3 separate regions of the Mus musculus genome follow, and regions 1 and 2 are each linked to region 3. Evidence: chromatin contacts called from public HiChIP or PLAC-seq and Micro-C data. All regions are on one chromosome and are shown on one strand. The core of a region is the stretch at or near the end of the contact, and the rest is flanking DNA. Distances in the headings are between cores, read along the strand shown.

Region 1 (3,695 bases), core at 943-3,442, 440 kb after region 3:
CAGATAGGAGGAGGAAAGTCAACAGCAGAGGCATTCCTTCTAACTTCTTAGAAAAGCAGAATAAACGACCCTGTCCCAAACTACAAGACACAAGTACCTCAGGGAATAAAACAAAAACAAAAGAAAACAAATAAACAAAGCCAAGGTGCTCCAAAATTCAATAGCCAAGAAAGACTAAAAAACAAAAATACAAGTTTGCTTGGGGGTTGGGAGTACACAGCTCAGCTTTAAGGTCCTTAGAGCTGAGCCCTAAATTGTATTCCCCAATGTGTAAAACTGTTCAATGTGTAAATGATACTTAGTCATTTCTATTTTAAAGGTGGAAGTGGTACAATGGGCTGGTTTGATAATTGCCTCGGCTCGCTATAGTAGTTATTTTCTCTGAAATTCTCTACAGTTAACTACTCCTTGTGAGTTTGCTTAAGTTTTCTGTATCCTGCCTTCTGTAGATTTTTGAAGCTTTGCTGAGATTCCAACCTTAGCCTACCCCCCCCCCTTCCCCAACCTTTAAAATAGAGTTCTGGTAGGATTTACCTTTCACAAAGATGCTCATACTTTCTAAGTTGCCTGGAAGCTGCTGGAATGTGGACTGTGCCCACTCCCTACTTAAGTCTATCTGGCCAACCTCGCCATTCCATTGCCTAACAAAGAAAGCACTAACAACTAAGATAAATCCAAACGAAAAAAGAAAAGAAAACCACCAACAGTGGAAATTTAAGATTTATACATACGGCGCAAAGGAACTACAGTTATACTCAGGGATATGTAGTTGAACAACGCACGAACCACTGAAAGCGTCACCAGAAAGCGCATTACTGAGAGGCATTCCTCTTTTCCGGTGATCCCAACAACACACCTGTTGTATATGAAAGCCACGCATTGCTAACCTGCCTGGAAAGCTGCCTTCTCCCCGCCCCAGGTAATTCCCCTAGTGGCAGTTTGCCCGGTGAGCCCCGGGCAGGCCCGAGGATACCTCCGCTCCCGCTGGAACCCCGGTTACTCCACCTGGGTCGAAAGGGGCTCAGAGTTGTTCCAGCGCCAAGATGCAGAGGCCATTTTGGTCCCCACCCATTTGTCCCCGCATACTTCCTCTGATGCAAGGCCACTCGCCGCTAGACTCGCGGGGCCGACTTTGCCCAGGAGGTCTGCAAAGTGGACCGCCTATACAGGCTGCGGGTCCCCGAGACCGTGCGCCCCACCGCAGCTTTGCGCTCGGGAGCCGCCAGGCCAGAGCAGGGCAGCAGAGCAGGCCCTGCCCCGGGGCAGGTCCCCGGCCCGCGGTCACGGATGAGAATCCACCGCGTGAGCAGCTTCCCTCGAAATCCAGCCTCACTCGAAAAGAACACCAAAAGCTGAAATCAACAAGGACGCACGCACCGCCCCCTGTTCCAAACAGCCAGAATAATACACTCCACGACTCTGGGGACGCTGCAGAGGACCCCCGGCCTCCCTCCTGGGATGAATTACCCAAAAGAGCGGAAACCAGAAGGGCCACAGGGATCTTTATCGCCCTGCGTCGCCCAGCACCAGCCCTAACTAGAGACCCCGAGTAACCCACAGATCTCCAGCGCCCAGTTGAGCGCTGGATCCGCCCCCGACGCTCCCGCCTCGGCAAAAGTAGAAAGTAGCTCGGGCATTTCTGGTGGACAAGGTTTCGCCCGCGACTCCGAGAGAGAAAGGGAGCCCCCCAGATCCTCCCGCGCTGCGCTCAGGCACACGCGCTTCTCTGGTTTCCGTGAGAGCCGAGTCCAGGGCGAAACTGCCACCGAAACTGGCTCCGCGTGCCCTCCCCGCGCCTCGCCTCCCAGCCCCGGCGCGTCACCCTGGGGGACCCCGGGCACCGCACCTGCCTCGCACCCACCTTGGCGGCCGGAATCCCAAGGTGCTCACCTGGCCGGTGCACCTGCCGCCGCCCGCGCTGCCAATCCACAGTTCAACTGAGCCAGGAGGACCGTCCTCCGCTTCCCCCACCCCCTACCCCCGGGCATGCGCACCAATTTCTGGCCGAACCCGCCCGGGGCTGTGCGCTGGGACCCACCTGCCGAGCCCCTAGCCGGTTGCTCCGTGCGCTGGACCGCTCTCCCGCAACTCCACCGCTGTCGCCTAAGGAAAGAGGGGCCGGGAGGTGGGCACTAGCGACGAGGTGTGGCGTGGCCAGCCTCCTCCCTCGGTGACCCATTCACCTGAAACTCCGATGGGAGGGGGAGGGAGCGACGGAGAAGGAGGCGGGAGGACCGGGCAGGGCTCACCACCCAGAGCAAGCCGAGTTAAAGGAACAGCACCGACGTTGCCTGGAGAGGGGCGGGGGCGTGCGGAGAGAAGGGTCTCAAGATCGTGGAGGCAATGGGGTGATCCTAGACCATTTTGGGTGTGCTCGGAGATACGCCTGCTTCAGGGCCCCTGTGGGGTGTTGGTTCCGGGAGGAGAGTCAGAGGTCAGGAGGGAGCTGTTGTGCTGCTACTCAGAGAGGGTCCAAGGGCGCCTGGAGGCTGATGAGAAGGTCTGAGTTCTCTTCCTACTGTGTTCTGCTGCCAGGTTTGATTAAATGTCTGGTGGAAAACAGTACCCGATGCTTGGTCCAGCGAAAGAGTGGACTTTTTTCAGAAGTGCTTATTACTAGCACCTTCCGATTCAGAGGATTCGGAAAAAGACTACCCTCTGGTCTGGAGTGGTTAAAATGAAGAGAGATTACTGTAGCTGTGTGAGTCACACGGAATCCCCAGGCCACAGGGTCCTTGTCCACGCATGCACGAAACGTAACTACGGTGTGATTGAGGCTACTCTAAAGGGATTTAAAGCCGTTTCGGTATTCTTTCTTGGCTCAAAACAAAACAAGCAAAACCAATCTGGTTGCTAAGGGTTGTATTTTTTTACTCTGTCTATAACTCTGTTGTTACAGACTTGTGCGTGTGTGTGCGATTTTGTTGTATTTCATATTCATTTTACTCTACGATATAGAGATTTTAGTTCTTGTTAGTTAACTATCTGCACCGAAGATAGTTAAATTTCGCAAGCCCTGCTTCCTTTTGTGTTCCAGTCCTGAATGTCTGCATTGCTAATACATCTTAGTCCAATCCCATGCTCCTTTCTGCCTTTAAGTAGCTACAGGTGTGGTTCTCCTTTGCATTAAATCTTAAAGCACAATTCAGTACTTCCGGAAGTAAAAATTTAAATGATGACAGCCTTAATAGATTCTTAATCTAATTAGTAATCTTTCATGAAGTCATCGCTATAATTATTTCAATGTGACTGTAGTTTTTGATTGATGTAGATTAAATTGATATTCACCCCAAGGAAGCCAGGTTAATCCTCTTAATGTTAGCTGCCGGATTGCTAATATTTCCAAACGTTCCAACTCGGATTATAATTACACAAGGAAACATTTTTGTAAACACCTGACTATTATCTTATTGAGTATTTCGCTCTGTTTTGAAGAGGATCTCATAGGTTTGGAGGTGGTGGTGGTGGTGATAGTGGTGTTTTTCCTATTTAAAAATAAATATAAATTGACTGGGGATGCATCTTGTCCCCAGAACACCTCCCTGCCATGTTTGAAGCCTTAGGATTTCATCCTTAGTTCATATACCTTGCCAAGTGTATTCCTGGGGCCTGGAGAGACGGCTCAGTGGTTAGACACAGTAGCTACTCTTCTACGGGCTTCTCCTCTAGTTGTTCAATTCCCAGCACCACACGGT
Region 2 (3,811 bases), core at 1,187-3,686, 470 kb after region 3:
GAACTCAGCAATCTGCCTGCCTCTGCCTCCCGAGTGCTGGGATTAAAGGCGTGTGCCACCACCACCCGGCTCACCTTATCTTTTGATACAGGGTCTCTGCACTGACCGTTGAGCTTTGTGTTCAGCTAGACCATTTGACTATTGATCCCTGGATTCTGCCTGTCTCTGCTACCACACCATCTTCCTGCACCAACTCTGGAGTCACAGACCTGTGTTGCCACGCCCAGTTCTCTTTCTGGGTGCTGGGGATGTGAACTCAGATCCTCATGTTGCTCAGCACATACTTTACCCATGGAGACATTACCCCAGCCTCCTAAATAGGCTTTTAAACAGTGGTTGCCTTGGGTTGGAAGGCAGTCCAGCAGTGAAGAGCACTGGCTACTTTTCCAGAGGACCTGGGCTTGATTCCCAGCACCCACCTGGCAACTCAAAACCATCTGGAAATCCACTTTCAGGGGATCTTTTGCTTTCTATGGCCTCTGTGAGCATCTGGTATGCATGTAGTACTCAGACATACATGCAGCCAAAACACATAACATAGACATAAAATAAATAACGTGAAAAGTGGCCTTTTCTGGCTACCTGGTTTGTGTAGATATTGTATTATTTAAAATTATCTGATCTCTCCCTTAGTATTTGTCTTTCTCAGTAGAATGCAGTCTGCATAGCAGCAGGAGCTATCTTTTTTCTGTTCCTATAATAAAAAAAAGACTTAAACAAACAAACAAACAACAACAAAAAAGATTTGGATGTAGCATCCTTTTGCCGGGCGGTGGTGGCACATGCCTTTTGATCCCAGCACTTGGGAAGCAGAGGCAGGTGGATTTCTGAGTTTGAGGCCAGCCTGGTCTACAGAGTGAGTTCCAGGACAGCCAGGGCTACACAGAGAAACCCTGTCTCAAAAAACCAATAAAATATTTGGTGGTTTTGTTTTATTATGTTTTGGTTTTGTTGTTGTTGTTTTTCGAGACAGGGTTTCTCTGTGTAGCCCTGGCTGTCCTGGAACTCACTCTGTAGACCAGACTGGCCTCAAACTCAGAAATCCACCTGCCTCTGCCTCTCAAGTGCTGGAATTAAAGGCGTGCGCCACCACACCTGGCGGTTTTGTTTTATTATAAGACAAGGTTTCACAATGCAACTCTGGCTAGCCTGGAACCCCTGTAGATTAGGCTAGCCTTGAACTCAGATCACCCTGCCTTTATCTTCCAAGCACTGGGACTAAAGGTGTGCACCACCATGCGCAGCCCCTGTTTATTTTTACTTTAAGTGCATGTGTAAGCAATTGCATGTATGAGTACCATATGTATACCCAGTACTCATGGAGGCCAGAAAAGGATGTTCATTCCCTGGAGTTCCAGGCAGTTGTGAGCTGCCACACAGGTGCTGGAAAACAAGCCCTGGTCCTCCGTGAGAGCAACAGGTTAACCTCTAAGCTGTCTCTCCAGCCCTAAAATAGACAATATGTTTTGAGTGATAAAGAACTCTTACAGGATTCTTTCTGATCACTGAATCTGTGACCTTGAACATGGTATGTAATTATTCCGGCCCTTCAGTATCTTCATTTGTAAAATATATATGTTGAGACTTAGCAGAAAAAAGTGTCAGGTGGTTGGGGCCAGGCTGGACTAGTTGGTTCAGTTTGTTTTAAAATGGAGGCACCAAGCCGATTATAAACACTACTGAGATTTCCACTAGGTTTTGTTGTGTCTGTTTCCATGGTAGCATTGTGTCATTACACGGGGTAAGTGTTCAACAGTTTTCTGTCACTGTGACAAAATGACTGAGATAATTTTTTTAGACTTACTTCTCTTATATTGTGTATATGTTTTGTCCAAGTGCACAACTGTGCACTGTGTGCATACCTAGGACCTGGAGAGGGCAGAAGAGGGGATTGCCTTCTCTGGAAAGGGCACTTGGTGCCCTTAACCACGGAGCCATCTCTCCAGCCTTTAAGATAATCATTATTTATTTATTTGTTATTGTTATTTTGGGATTTGCAATGTAAGTGTGTGTGTGTGTGTGTGCGCGCGCGCGCGCGCGAGCGCAAGAGTACTGCCCAGGCTCACTCTGTAGACCAGGCTAGCCTCAGACTGAAAGATCTGCCTGCCTCTGCTGCCTCTGCCTCTCAAGTGCTAGTATTAAAGGCGTGTGCCAGCACTGCTCATCATGAGATAATCATTTTAAAAGGAGGACCAATGCATTTTAGTTGTAGCTTCCAGAGCGTTCAATCTGTGAATGCTCAGCTCAGTTGTTTTGGGGCCTGAGGTGAGAAGAGCAAGCATAGCTAAAGTGAGGGCTGACATTATGTTTTAAGTTTAGATTACAGTGCTCAGGAGATCTATAAAACAAAAATGCCTCTAACCTATACGTCACCCTTGCCCAAGGACAGATAACTTCCTGAAATACTGGAAGATAAGATAAGAAGCTTTCTGGTTTCACTTCTGTAAACAAGCTTGGTTGCCCCAACTACACAGGATACGCTTGTGTAGGTCACAGGAGGTATGCAGGCAGGAAGTATGTCAGGATGTATGCTTGCTCCTGATTGGACAAAGATAGGAAGTATGTAGCCAAATGGGTCTTGCCTTTATAAATCCCTGTCTAAAGTGGTTCATTGCCATAAGGTAGGAACCCTGGATATGGACCTGGCCAGAGTCCATTGGCCTGGCTAGTACTTCATAAAATTTGCTTCAAACTTGGCTCAAAATGGTCTTATTCTCACACGTTGAGATTAACACTTGGAACATGTGCGGTGCAAAGCTACTTACCTCAAAGCAACCAGAAAGGAAAAAGAAGGATGGGTGAGAAGGGGGAGGAGGAAAGGGAGGAGGGAGAGGAGGACAAAGATGAGGAAGAGGAAGAGGAGGAGGGAGAAGAGAAGGAGAAGGAGGAGCAAAGCATACCAGCACACACCTGTAATCACAGCTGAGGTAAATAGGTTTCTAGTTTGAGACTAGCCTGGGAAACAAGAAAGATCCTATCTCTACAAACAAACCTAACATGAGAGCCCTGAGTTCCATCCCCAGCACTACAAATGAAAGAAAGCAGGGCTCAGGTCCCAGTACCCCCTGCAGGGGCATACTCCCACGGCCTGAATACATGACTCAAGCTGGCCTCTAGGTGCACACATCACTGTGTTTCGCTGCCACCTCGGTTCTTCAGGTTAAGAGGGAAATGTGCTTGTGGCACCTCTGCACACCCCTCTTGGTATTGAGAGGGACTTAGATAACCACACCAGAAAGACACATCCCAGAGTAGGCTAGGAGACATCTAAGATCTAAACCATACCCCAGGAGGTGGTAAGTTATGGGATAAACTCATGGAGGTCTGAAGGCAAGGGTCTTGAGCTCTACATGGGTAATAGGAAAGACTGGTCACTAGCTGGACATTGGACAATGGAGATTATGAAGTAAGTGTGTGGGTTCCTGAGAGGGGAAAGCAGGAGGCTGTGTTTCTGCCTGCGTGTTTTATTTGGTTGGGATTCCTGGCCTTTGAGTTTGAAAACTTGGCCACTGGAGAACAGTTTCAAAGTCTAGACACAGGCTCAGGGAAGACAGAGATTCAAGCCCCACCCCAGTTTCGTTTGATTTAATGATTGATTTGTTTTTATTTTATGTGCATTGGTTTTGCCTGCACGTGTGTCTGTGTGCTGGCGTCGGATCCCCCACAACTGGAGTTGCAGACAGTTGTGAGCCACCATATGAGTGCTGGGAATCAATTCCAGGTCCTCTACAAGAGCAGCCAGTGCTCTTAACCACAGAGCCATCTCTCCAGCCCTCCGTTTTGTTTTCAGAAGAGGTCCCTCTGTGTTACC
Region 3 (4,124 bases), core at 1,308-3,807:
AGATTGCAAACCAGCCTCTGCTACATGAAACCTTTTCAGAAGAGAGAGAGAGAGAGAGAGAGAGAGAGAGAGAGAGAGAGAGAGAGAGAACAAACACAGGAAACCTGAAGAAGGTGGGAGTGCAGTTTAGTACTGAGCATCAAATAGATGTAGATGCTCACGACATCTCAAAATGCCAGGAGTAATAATAGCACATGCTTGTAATTTCATCACTCCAGAGGCCAAGGCTGAGACAGGGGAACTACATGAGTTTGAAAACAGCCTGTTCTAAATAGCTAGTTCCAAGCCAGCTAAAGTTACAGATCAAGACTTCATTAATAAATAAGTATTTGAGAAATAATACCATGCTAAAGATACCTCAAAGAATCTTGTAGTCACTGCTGGGACATACAGCTTTCTACAGCAAGCTCTTATGCAAGGCCTTTTCATAATCCTGTGTTCTACCTAAAAATCCAAGATGTCACAACTTTGTAGATAAGGAAATCAAAATGATTAAGATTTAATTCCCTACTCGTAAAGGCATAAAGCAAAAAATTTATTTTATGAACATTTTATTGTGTTTTATAGATGTATTTATTTTTATATGTATGAGTAAGTTTACATGCATGCATGTGCACCATGCACGTGCCTGGCAGTGGGGGCCTTAGGACGATGAGAAGACAGCATCAGATTCCCCTGTACTGATGTTATAGATGGTTGTGAGCCACTCTGTAGGTGCTGAATAACAATTGCTCCTTACTGCTGAGTCATCTCTCCAGCTCTTGCAACAAAGTAACTTTTACTTTTACTTAAATACATCACAAGACAGGTGTTACACAAGTTTGTGAAGTAAGTTGTTAGTGTCACCAGTAATTTTAAAATTCTACAATTTGGAGGCTGGTGACATGGTTCAGCAGTTAAGCACTTGCATTCCATCATGAGGACCAGAATTTGCATCCCAGTGACCATGGCAGCTAGTTCACAAATGCCTCTCAGTCCAGCTCCAGGGGAGCCAACACACACACACACACACACACACACACTAAAAAAAAAAAAAACCCAAGCAAACAATAGTCTAGTTTTCTCCAGCGTTTGCCATGTCCTTCAGGATCTCTGAAGACAGAGTCAAGATCTCATTAAGCAGCCTTGGCTGTCCTGGAACTCTGCTTGGTGTGTAGACTAGGAATTCACCAAGACCTATCTGCCTCTTCCTCTGAAATGAAAGGCACACTCCTGGTCCTCTGGCAGAAACTCTCAATGTACTCTGTGTGCATGGTGTACATCCTTGTAACTTGAGAACTCAGAAAACATAATTTCAGATATACATTCAGTCAAAACACCTATACATATAAAATAGATTTTATACATATATTTTTTTATTTTCAATTGAAGATTATATTATCTTATACCCAATGTTCCCAAAATTTGACTAGAAAAAATATAGAAATTTTCAGTAATTTCAGCAAAGTGTTATGATACATAATTGACTTACAAAGTTTACCAGTCTTAATACATATGAGTAACAAGCATGCTGAGAAAGAGATCATGGCACGCTCCTCTTCCCAGTCTCTCAAATAAAATAAAATATTTAGAATATACATAACAAAAGAGTTTTAAAAAAAACCCTCTACAATGAAAACTTTAAATGTGTGAAGAAAGAGTTTAAGAAACATACTCGAATTTGAAGACCTCCCAAGTGTATACCTTGGTAGAATTAATATTTTGAAAAAAAGACCTTTCTACCAAAACAACTTACAGATTCAATGAAATCACAATCAACATCCTCATCACATTCTTCACATAAGTAGGAAGAAAATTCTCTATTTGATATGGAACAACAAAAGACCCAGAATAGCCAATTAGTCATAGATAAGTGTTTGTTTCTATGCGTTCTGCCCGTTTTAAGTGCTAAGTGCATCTGTCTATGACCCCAACTTTTATACATCCGTTTCCATTAGGACTGCACTTTCAGTCCAGACATTCCGTCTCTTGATGCTTTTTCTCTAAACTAGGTCACGTTAACACGGACAGTTGGAGTACACCGTAGCATCATCTATACTTTTGTATGTTTTAAAAATATTCCACAATAAAACTCTTAAAAATACCCAGGCAAATTCGGTGTCCAGACTATCTCAGTTTGTAATAGTGGACAGGCAAGAAAGTAAGTCTCAGCTCAAGAAATGCAACCCAGGGAGGGGGTGGGACTCAGGGTGTCCCTCAAGATAGGCAAGCATCCCCTACCCCCATGAGCCACACCCCTCAGCCCTATGCAAGCATTCTGACTTGTTTCAGCTCTTATGTAGATTATAAAGTTATTCTGGGCGACTTTGGCTCCCGTTCAACCACAGAGCCTGAGCTTAGAGCTAAAGTTCTGTCCATCCGGAGGGCACCGGAAGAAAGGTGCAATGAGCAGGCTTGGAGCCCGCGCGAAATCCACCCTTCTGTCCTTGTTAGGTCTTTTCTGCCAGATGAGGAACGTAAAGCCCACCTTCAGGGTAAGGCTGCTAAGTAAGGAGGCGAGTGCGCGCGCGGACGCCTCGCTGACAAGGGACGCGCGGGGCGGTGGGGCGTGGGGACCGCGCACGCGCAGTGGCTCACCGGCCACGCCGCGGCTGTTGTGGGTCGGTGGGCGGGGCGGCTGGCTGGCCGAGCGAGGCGTCGCCACATCGAGGGCCCTTGTGGGGCTCAGCCTTCTTCAGCGCCCGGCGGCAACGGCTGAGCGTGCAAAGCCGCCGTTTGCTTCTCCAGGTCGCTGTCTTCCAGTCTCCGGCCGGTGGACAGCATGGCCCGTGAGTCTGCGGGCGGTTGGAAAGACGCGGAGGCTCGGGGAGGGACGGCGCCGAGCGGCCGGGGGAGGAGCGGGAGCTGGCTGGGAGGAGGAAGAGACGCAAACGCCACCTCGTGCTTGTGGCGGGCGGGACGCGGGCTCCAGGTGGGACAGGTGCCCGCCTCCTAGGTGCGGGTGTGCGTGAGGACCGCGCCCACCGGGAGCGTGGGCGGCTGCCCAGCGGGACCAGTCCGCTGAGACGTAGCGGGCGCCTGAGGTCTGGAAGCCCAGGGTGCCCTCCAGCTCTTTTGTCCTCGAAGGTACCTTTCCTTGAGCTCAGCCTCTGCTGGCTTTAACAGCCAAACTGGATCTTCACACACCTATCAAAGCCAGAACTTATTTTTGAGTGAGGCCTGTGTACACAACCACTGGGATGGAGATGGAGATATATATAATTTAATTTTTGTTTTGGTTTTCGAGAAGGGTTTTGTTGTATACCCCTGGCTGTCCTGGAACTCAGTCTGTAAACCAGACTGACCTCAAATCTCAAATTCAGAGATCTTGCCTGCTTCTGCCTCCCGAGTGCTGGGCGCAAAGGCGGCGTTACTTGACACCTATGCTGTTGTGGTAATATACTTAACTTCTCGAGTGTTTCTTCCTAAGCTACCCCCTGGTCAATCTGGGAATAACTAAAGATACTCTGCTTTCTTGCTGATAAAAATAAAACTTTAAGGCTCCTATAACGAAGGACTCTTTACTATTAAGTATTCATATTGTTGAGGGTGGGAAAAAAGCATGCCTGTTTATCATTGTAGGTGGAAATCAAAGAGAAATTGCCCGACAGAAAAACATGAAAAAGACCCAGGAAATTAGCAAAGGGAAAAGAAAAGAGGACAGCTTGACTGCCTCTCAGAGAAAGCAGAGGTGAGTAGTGCTAATAGAATGTTTAAGTCAGTGGCCGTTTGACTGCGGTATTTTCAGAATGAGTGAAGAACGTGTTTAAACCCTTCCTGGAACTGAGCCTTGCCTACAGTTCAGGGTTAACACTGTGTGTCTGTGTAAGAACACTGAAACCATGCATTGTAGTTATTGTCCTATCCTATGGCTGAAGAATGCCACGCCCTGAAACTATCATGTCTGCAGAAACACTCTTACAGCAACTACAAACTGTGAGAACTTTATTGTAGAAAGTAACAAACATCCTCTATATGTAAACACTGTTGCATGAATGGGATACAATGTTTCCAAAACTGACAGCTTGGCCCAAGCCTCTTAATGAAAGAGATGAGTGTCAAAAATCAATTATGGGCTTCAGGAGTCCATTGGGGATGGAGAAAGTGTTTGGACACCAGATTCTTAGAAGATGTTATGCTACTCA

The links. Hi-C and Micro-C count contacts between places; a contact is called where the count stands out from the background. HiChIP or PLAC-seq counts read pairs in DNA pulled down with a chosen protein or histone mark.
Region 1: a contact with region 3 is called in a Micro-C map of embryonic stem cells, with 3 times the contacts expected there. The contact joins the promoter of Ocln here to the promoter of Serf1 in region 3. A contact is called at or near these places in 11 of 39 promoter capture datasets (the 3T3-L1 cell line, cranial neural crest, embryonic stem cells and 6 more), 2 of 484 Hi-C or Micro-C datasets (both in embryonic stem cells), 4 of 115 datasets of contacts at active chromatin or transcription factors (embryonic stem cells, fetal liver and stem cell-derived neural progenitor cells) and 3 of 9 other capture datasets (embryonic stem cells, liver and pancreatic islet).
Region 2: a contact with region 3 is called in an H3K4me3 HiChIP or PLAC-seq map of bone marrow-derived macrophages, with 2.9 times the contacts expected there. The contact joins the enhancer-like site here to the promoter of Serf1 in region 3. A contact is called at or near these places in 5 of 39 promoter capture datasets (the C10 cell line, hippocampal neurons, liver and 2 more), 1 of 484 Hi-C or Micro-C datasets (cerebellum), 10 of 115 datasets of contacts at active chromatin or transcription factors (astrocytes, bone marrow-derived dendritic cells, bone marrow-derived macrophages and 6 more) and 1 of 9 other capture datasets (liver).

The regions. Positions count from the first base shown.
Region 1 is chr13:100,550,526-100,554,220 of GRCm38.p6, forward strand. Ocln (occludin) reads right to left here and starts at 2,193. Exons shown (of 9, transcript NM_001360536.1): 1 at 2,039-2,193.
Region 2 is chr13:100,573,680-100,577,490 of GRCm38.p6, forward strand. No RefSeq gene overlaps it. Among named protein-coding and RNA genes, the nearest start is that of Ocln, 23 kb to the left of the region's middle. Within about 2 kb of position 2,437, at least 77 of the 459 cell types and tissues checked have an H3K27ac peak or open chromatin away from gene starts, as enhancers often do. A contact at or near this core is called in bone marrow-derived macrophages, liver and memory CD8 T cells, where this site is marked.
Region 3 is chr13:100,105,462-100,109,585 of GRCm38.p6, forward strand. Serf1 (small EDRK-rich factor 1) reads left to right here and starts at 2,558. Exons shown (of 3, transcript NM_011353.2): 1 at 2,558-2,768; 2 at 3,562-3,670. The coding sequence starts at 2,762.